Regions from separate parts of the Ovis aries genome. Here region 1 is linked to region 2. A link is a contact called in public Hi-C data. All regions are on one chromosome and are shown on one strand. Each heading gives the region's core, a stretch centred on a gene start, on an enhancer-like site or on the middle of the called end of the contact. The rest is flanking DNA. Distances are from core to core; before and after follow the strand shown.

Region 1 (3,180 bases), core at 609-3,108, 160 kb before region 2:
TGAGCTGAGAAAGGAGCATTGACACACAGACCCCAGCAGGAGTCCCCAGCGGGCGGGGAGCTGCTGCAGGGAGCTGAGCCGGCGCTCTGGGATGGCCCGGAGCGGCGGCATGGGCGTGTATGCTTACGACTGAATCACACTGCTGGACAGCAGAAACCAGCAACACTGTAAAGCAACCAGCCTCCAGTGAAAAAAAACAAAGAGGCTGAAGACGGGGACCTTTTCACTTATTATCATCTAGAAGCTGGCTGGCTGCTCTGGGCGCCTGAGGTCATAATCAAAGGAGATAAAATAACAGCCAGACAGGAACTGTGGGAAACACACAAATTCAAAGGCAAATTTGAAATACCTGCTCTACTTATCACGAAAGCCTGTGACTGGTCTCAGTTACCAAGCATTTTGAACTCGACAATTAATTCCAGAAGAACGAACTGCCCTCTAATACTCAGATGTGTCTAAGGTCTGTTCAAATTCCAGAGCAGAGCTTTAAATTTAAGCAAGAGCCACGGGGAAAAGAATTTTCCAAACCCCACCAGCCACCCAGCTCCAGGTCACCAGAATCACCTGGTCCTTTCTTCCTGGTAACTAACACAGGAAGTAAGCATCATGTGCACTCTCCACATACCTGGGTCATTCAGTTTTATACTGGGGAAAAAAGACATTTTCAACTTAGTCACACAATCCAATATTTAATGAATGCCTAAGATGTACCACATACCATGTATACTAAGCACATTGTAAAATGAGTAAGATACATACTCCAGAAACATAAATAAATAATTCTATTTTGTTCATGGAAACAATTTAAAGTGACTGTGGTTTTGTTAGTGGCCCAAATTCACAGATTCCTGCTTTAGAAGGGACAGAATCCAGCCTTGCCGCCAGTGCCCTGCACCCCCTTATTAGCTGGGCAGCTACCTCCCTCTCTCCCGTCCCGCCACTGCACCGCAAACAGACGGGGACACGGTAGAAACAGTGGCAGACTTTCTTTTCTTGGGCTCCAAAATCACTGCATGTGGTGTCTGTAGCCATGAAATTAAAAGACACGTGCTCCTCAGAAGAAAAGCAATGACCAACCTAGACAGCATATTAAAAAGCATTACTTTGCCAACAAAGGTCCATCTAGTCAAAGCCATGGTTTTTCCAGCGGTCACGTACGGATGTGAGAGACGGACGATAAAGAAAGCTGAGCGCCAAAGAACTGATGCCTTCAAACTGTGGTGCTGGAGAAGACTCTTGAGAGTCCCTTGGACAGCAAGAAGATCCAACCAGTCTATCCTAAAGGAAATCAAACCTGAATATTCATTGGGAGGACTGATGCCGAAGGTGAAGCTCCAATACTGTGGCCACCTGATGTGAAGAGCTGACTCACTGGAAAAGACCCTGATGAAAGATTGAGGGCAGGAGGAGAAGGGGACGACAGAGGATGAGATGGTTGGATGGCATCACCGACTCAATGGACATAAGTTTGAGTAAACTCTGGGAGATGGTGAAGGACAGGGAGGCCTGGTGTGATGCAGCCCATGGGGTCGCAGAGTCAGACACGACTGAGCGACTGAGCGACTACAACCACTCCGTTTACGAGGCACGGAACTTTAGAAGGTCAGCAGCCCAGTCGGCAGCCCGGTGGGCAGCCCGTCCTTCTCCCTGATCCGGCTCCAGCTAGTGCAGCCTCGGGGTGATCCTGGCAAGACCAGCCCCTCCCACTGCATCTGATCAGGCTACCCAGTGGCCCCTGGGTCTCGTCCCCTGTAGGCCCAGCATCCCAGTCCCTCAGTCGTGCCTGACATCCCCACTGGCGGCTGCCACCTCTGAAGACAAAGGTTATCTCCTGAGCGCCTGCAGCAGGTCCTTTCCCACACATGACCCCTAGGCGGCGACAGAGGGCAAAGGAGAACTCGGGCCGCAAGCTAGTTCTGAGCTGCCTGAAATTCTGGAGATGATCACACCAAGTGAGGTAAGTCAGACAGAAAAAGACAAATATCATATGATAGTGATGCAGGGGAAAAAAAAAATACCCATGAACTTATTTACAAAACAGACTTACAGACCTAGCGAACCACCTTATGGTTACTAAAGGAGAAAGACTGGGGGAAGGGAATAAATTGGGAGTTTGGGATTGACATGTACACACCACTATGTTTAAAACAGATAGCCAAACAAGAACCTACTCTATAGCACAGGGAACTCTGCTCAGTATTCTGTAATAACCTAAGTGGAAAAAGACTTTTAAGGAAAACAGACACATGTACAACTAAATCACATTGCTGTATACCTAAAACTAACACAATATTGTAAATCAATTATAGTCCAATATTTAAAAAATTTTAATTGTAAAAAATATTCTGCAAAGTGGAGAGGGCTGCTTTCTGATCACCAAACTTAAAAAAAAAAAAAAAATCCAGAACCTAGATTTAGCTTTAACCTCAGTTTCTTAGAGAGACTTTTCTGAAACCCCCTTCAATACAAATTAGGTCTCCATTACTTTCTCTTGCCCACTCTCCCACCACCCTCCACTTTGAAGCAATTTCCCTAATTTGTAATCATGTATTTGGTGGTGTGTTTATTTGTTCAACCTCTGTCTCCTCTAAAAGATTATAAACTCCAAAACCATCAATATCACTTAATTCAAAATCAGTTAAAAGCTTAAAGAGATAAAAAAAAAAAAAGCCTAAAGAGATCAATGAGGTTAACAAACATATTTATTTCTAAACAGAAATGCTGCATTTCCTTTGTCAGAAGGACCTGAACATTTCGAGAATGTTCACCTTAGAACCCCTGAGAAGAATGTTAACCAAGGCACTCAGCTCCTGCTTCCTAGAGAAACATCCAAGATCCAGGGCTGGGGGAGAAGGAGCGGCTCAGGGTGGGCCAGCCGCTGGCCAACCCAGAACCCCAAAACCCGCAACTTTGCTGGTCCTCTGACTCCTGCCTAGTGATGGGAACTGTGGCCACGTGGCCCTCCTGAAAACAATGGACCCTGGCCGTGTGTACGGAGCCTGCAAACTCTCATGTCCCCGTGCCGGATCAGTTCACCACTGCTCTTTCCCCTAAAAACAAACACAGACGAAGACTGGCTGGTCTCTAAGTTAAAGCCCGATCAGCCACCAGTCCCACAGGGCTTTCTTCTGCCTCATGTCTCTAAACCTGCCCCAACCTCCATTCCCACGGCCGCCGCTG
Region 2 (3,360 bases), core at 748-3,247:
TTCTCAGGAGGCAGTTCAGGTGGTCTGATATTCCCATCTCTTTAAGATTTTTCCACAGTTTGTTGTGATCCACACAGTCAAAGTCTTTGGTATAGTTGGTAAAGCAGAAGTGGATGTTTTTCTGGAAAGCTTTTGCTTTTTCGATGATCCAACAGATGTTGGCAATTTGATCTCTGGTTCCTCTGCTGCTGCTGCTGCTGCTGCTGCTGCTGCTGCTGCTGCTGAGTCACTTCAGTTGTGTCTGACTCTGTGCAACCCCATAGATGGCAGCCCACCAGGCTCCTCTGTCTCTGGGATTCTCCAGGCAAGAACACTGGAGTGGGTTGCCATTTCCTTCTCCAATGCAGGAAAGTGAAAAGTGAAAGTGAAGTCGCTCAGCTGTGTCCAACTCTTAGCGACCCCATGGACTGCAGCCTACCAGGCTCCTCTGCCCATGGGGTTTTCCAGGCAAGAGTACTGCAGTGGGTTGCCATTGCCTGGTTCCTCTGCCTTTTCTAAATCCAGCTTGAACATCTGGAAGTTCATGGTTCGTGTACTGTTGAAGCCTGGCTTGAGAATTTTGAGCATTATTTTGCTAGTGTGTGAGATGAGTGCAATTGTGTGGTAGTTTGAACATTCTTTGGCATTGCCTTTCTTTGGGATTGGAATGAAAACTGACCTTTTCCAGTCCTGTGGCCACTGCTGAGTTTTCCAAATTTGCTGGCATATTGAGTGCAACACTTTCATAGCATCATCTTTTAGGACTTGAAATAGCTCAACTGGAATTCCATCACCTCCTCTAGCTTTTTTGTAGTGATGCTTCCTAAGGCCCACTTGATTTCGCATTCCAGGTTATCTGGCTCTAGGTGAGTGATCACACCATTGTGGTTATATGGGTCATGAAAATCTTTTTTTGGTATAATTCTTCTGTGTATTCTTGCCATCTCTTCTTAATATCTTCTGGTTCTGTTAGGTCCATACCATTTCTGTCCTTTAGATTGAGCCCATCTTTGCATGAAATGTTCCCTTGGTATCTCTAATTTTCTTGAAGAGATCTCTAGTCTTTCCCATTCTGTTGTTTTCCTCTATTTCTTTGCGTTGGTCACTGAGGAAGGCTTTCTCATCTCTCTTTGCTATTCTTTGGAACTCTGCATTCAAATGTTTATATCTTTCCTTTTCTACTTTGCCTTTCGCTTCTCTTCTTTTCTCAGCTATTTGTAAGGACTCCTCAGCTCCTCAGACAGCCATTTTGCCTTTTTGCATTTCTTTTTCTTGGGGATGGTCTTGATCACTGGCTCTTGTACAATGTCTCAAACCTCCATCCATAGTTCTTCAGGCACTCTATCTATCAGATCTAGTCCCTTGAATCTCTCTGACTGTTAAGAAACCTTAATTAAAATAACATGAATCCTTAGAATCCAGTGGAATCAATACTAACAGAAGCACTATGTTTGTCGGATGTTGGGGACTCAGAGAGAAGGCGGTCCTTGGAGATGAGGAGGAGAAAGGGTTGGGGGAGGGCCATCTCAGCAGAAAGAAGGTGCTTGGCCCTGGTGTTCTGGATCCTCTCGGCTTCCCTGGTGGCTCAGCAGTGAAGAATCTGCCCGCAATGCAGGAGACACAGGAGATGCAGGCTCGATCCCTGGGTGGGAAGATCCCCTAGGGAAGAAATGGCTACCCACTCAAGTATCTTGCCTGCAGAATCCCATGGACAGAGGAGCCTGGTGGGCTACGGTCCGCGGGGTCACGCAGAGTCAGACCTACGGAGCACGCACACACTAGGGAGCATGTTGAGGTCAAATTTGGAAAAAATTCCTGTTTTCCCTTCCTACAAATGTTACAGCCTCACATTTCAGCTAACACCTTCTTCTGGGGAGGGGCATTAGCAATGCTCAGAACTAGCCAAGTTTCCCAGCAGCTATAAACTTACAAAGACCTTGCTGACAACTGGACCTGGTAAAGAAAAACCAAAACCAACTTTCTTCCATAAATCCCAATGAGTGTTATAGTGCCCTCTGGTGGTGCAAAGTGAAATGACAAACCAGCTGGTCTCAGAGGAAAGCATCCGATTGTTCTCTACTCTGTTTGCTTAGTAATAAATGTATTTATTGTGCTTCAAACTCATGCACCCACCATTTGCAGACCTGGCCAGCGTCGTCTCTTTCATTATGTCTCCTATATTTACATTGGCAATAACTTCTACCTCAGTTCAGTTTTCAGTTGCTCAGTCGTGTCCAACTCTTTGTGACCCCATGGACTGCAGCATGCCAGGCTTCTTGCCCTTCGCCAACTCCCAGAGCTTACTCAAACTCATGGCTCATCGAGTTGGTGATGCCATCCTACCATCTCACCCTCTGTCGTCCCCTTCTCCTCCCGCCTTCAATCTTTCCCAGCATCAGGGTCTTTTCCAACGAGTCCGTTCTTCGCATTAGGTGGCCTGAGTATTGGAGCTTCACCTTCAACATCAGTCCTTCCAATGAATATTCAGGACTGATCTCCTTTAGGATGGACTGGTTGGATCTCCTTGCAGTCCCAGGGACTCTCAGAGTTTTCTCCAGCATCACAGTTCAAAAGCATCAGTTCTTCGGCACTCAGCTTTCTTTATCGTCCAGTTCTCACGTCCATACATGACCACTGGAAAAACCATAGCCTTGACTAGACGGACCTTTGTCGGCAAAGTAATGTCTCTGCTTTTGCCTACCCCATCCTTATTACTCATCCATGCGTTTTTTACTTACTGGTTGAGAAACTATATGCTGGGCTTTTCAACTTGCCCTGCATTTGAGGAACCTGTGAGCCTTTCTCTGTCTTCCCAGGCACAACAGAAGCTTCTGGAAGGTGGAGAATCAAATTGAGTCTCTCTGTGTTTGAGAGCGGGGATGAACATGAATTAGAACCAAACCAAATGTGGCCACTTGTACCTTCAAGAGGGGCGTGTGTAACACTATTTACACTAAAGGGTATAGACACTTCTTTTTTTACGTATGTTTAAAAATTCTCATTGATGTATAGTTCTCTGCCCCGCTCCATCGGCATATGGGCTGCTGGGTTCCACTGTGACTTAGGGTTGTGGTTGTCAAGCCTATTATGGAGCTGGAGAAGACGGAGGAGAACAAGCAAGTTAAGATGCCACATGGTTTATTTTTTAAAAAAAGAACCAGATTAAGCTTTTTTTTCCCTTAAACAAATGTTCCCCAGATTGTTGCGTTTATGGAGGAGTGGATTTTTGGAGGTGCTCCCTCCCCCCTCCACCATCTCCGCTGACACCATCCTCCCAAGCCATTTCAGGAGCAGTTAATCTAAGCTATTTGCATTGTGCTGGCCCAATCACTGCTTTCTTCTTTCCTCACAGATTCAAATGTTCTGCAAGAAACCTCCAGG

Evidence for each region. A called contact is a pair of places that touch in the nucleus more often than the background predicts.
Region 1: a Hi-C map of muscle shows a contact between it and region 2, with 4 times the contacts expected there. The contact joins two enhancer-like sites. A contact is called at or near these places in 12 of 16 Hi-C or Micro-C datasets (blood, hypothalamus, liver and 7 more).

What each region holds. Positions count from the first base shown.
Region 1 is chr9:20,201,084-20,204,263 of ARS-UI_Ramb_v3.0, reverse strand. The region is part of intron 1 of ZFAT (zinc finger and AT-hook domain containing); the gene reads right to left. Among named protein-coding and RNA genes, the nearest start is that of ZFAT, 6.7 kb to the right of the region's middle. Within about 2 kb of position 1,858, at least 9 of the 54 cell types and tissues checked have an H3K27ac peak or open chromatin away from gene starts, as enhancers often do. A contact at or near this core is called in muscle, where this site is marked.
Region 2 is chr9:20,043,923-20,047,282 of ARS-UI_Ramb_v3.0, reverse strand. No RefSeq gene overlaps it. Among named protein-coding and RNA genes, the nearest start is that of MIR30D, 74 kb to the left of the region's middle. Within about 2 kb of position 1,997, at least 1 of the 54 cell types and tissues checked has an H3K27ac peak or open chromatin away from gene starts, as enhancers often do. A contact at or near this core is called in muscle, where this site is marked.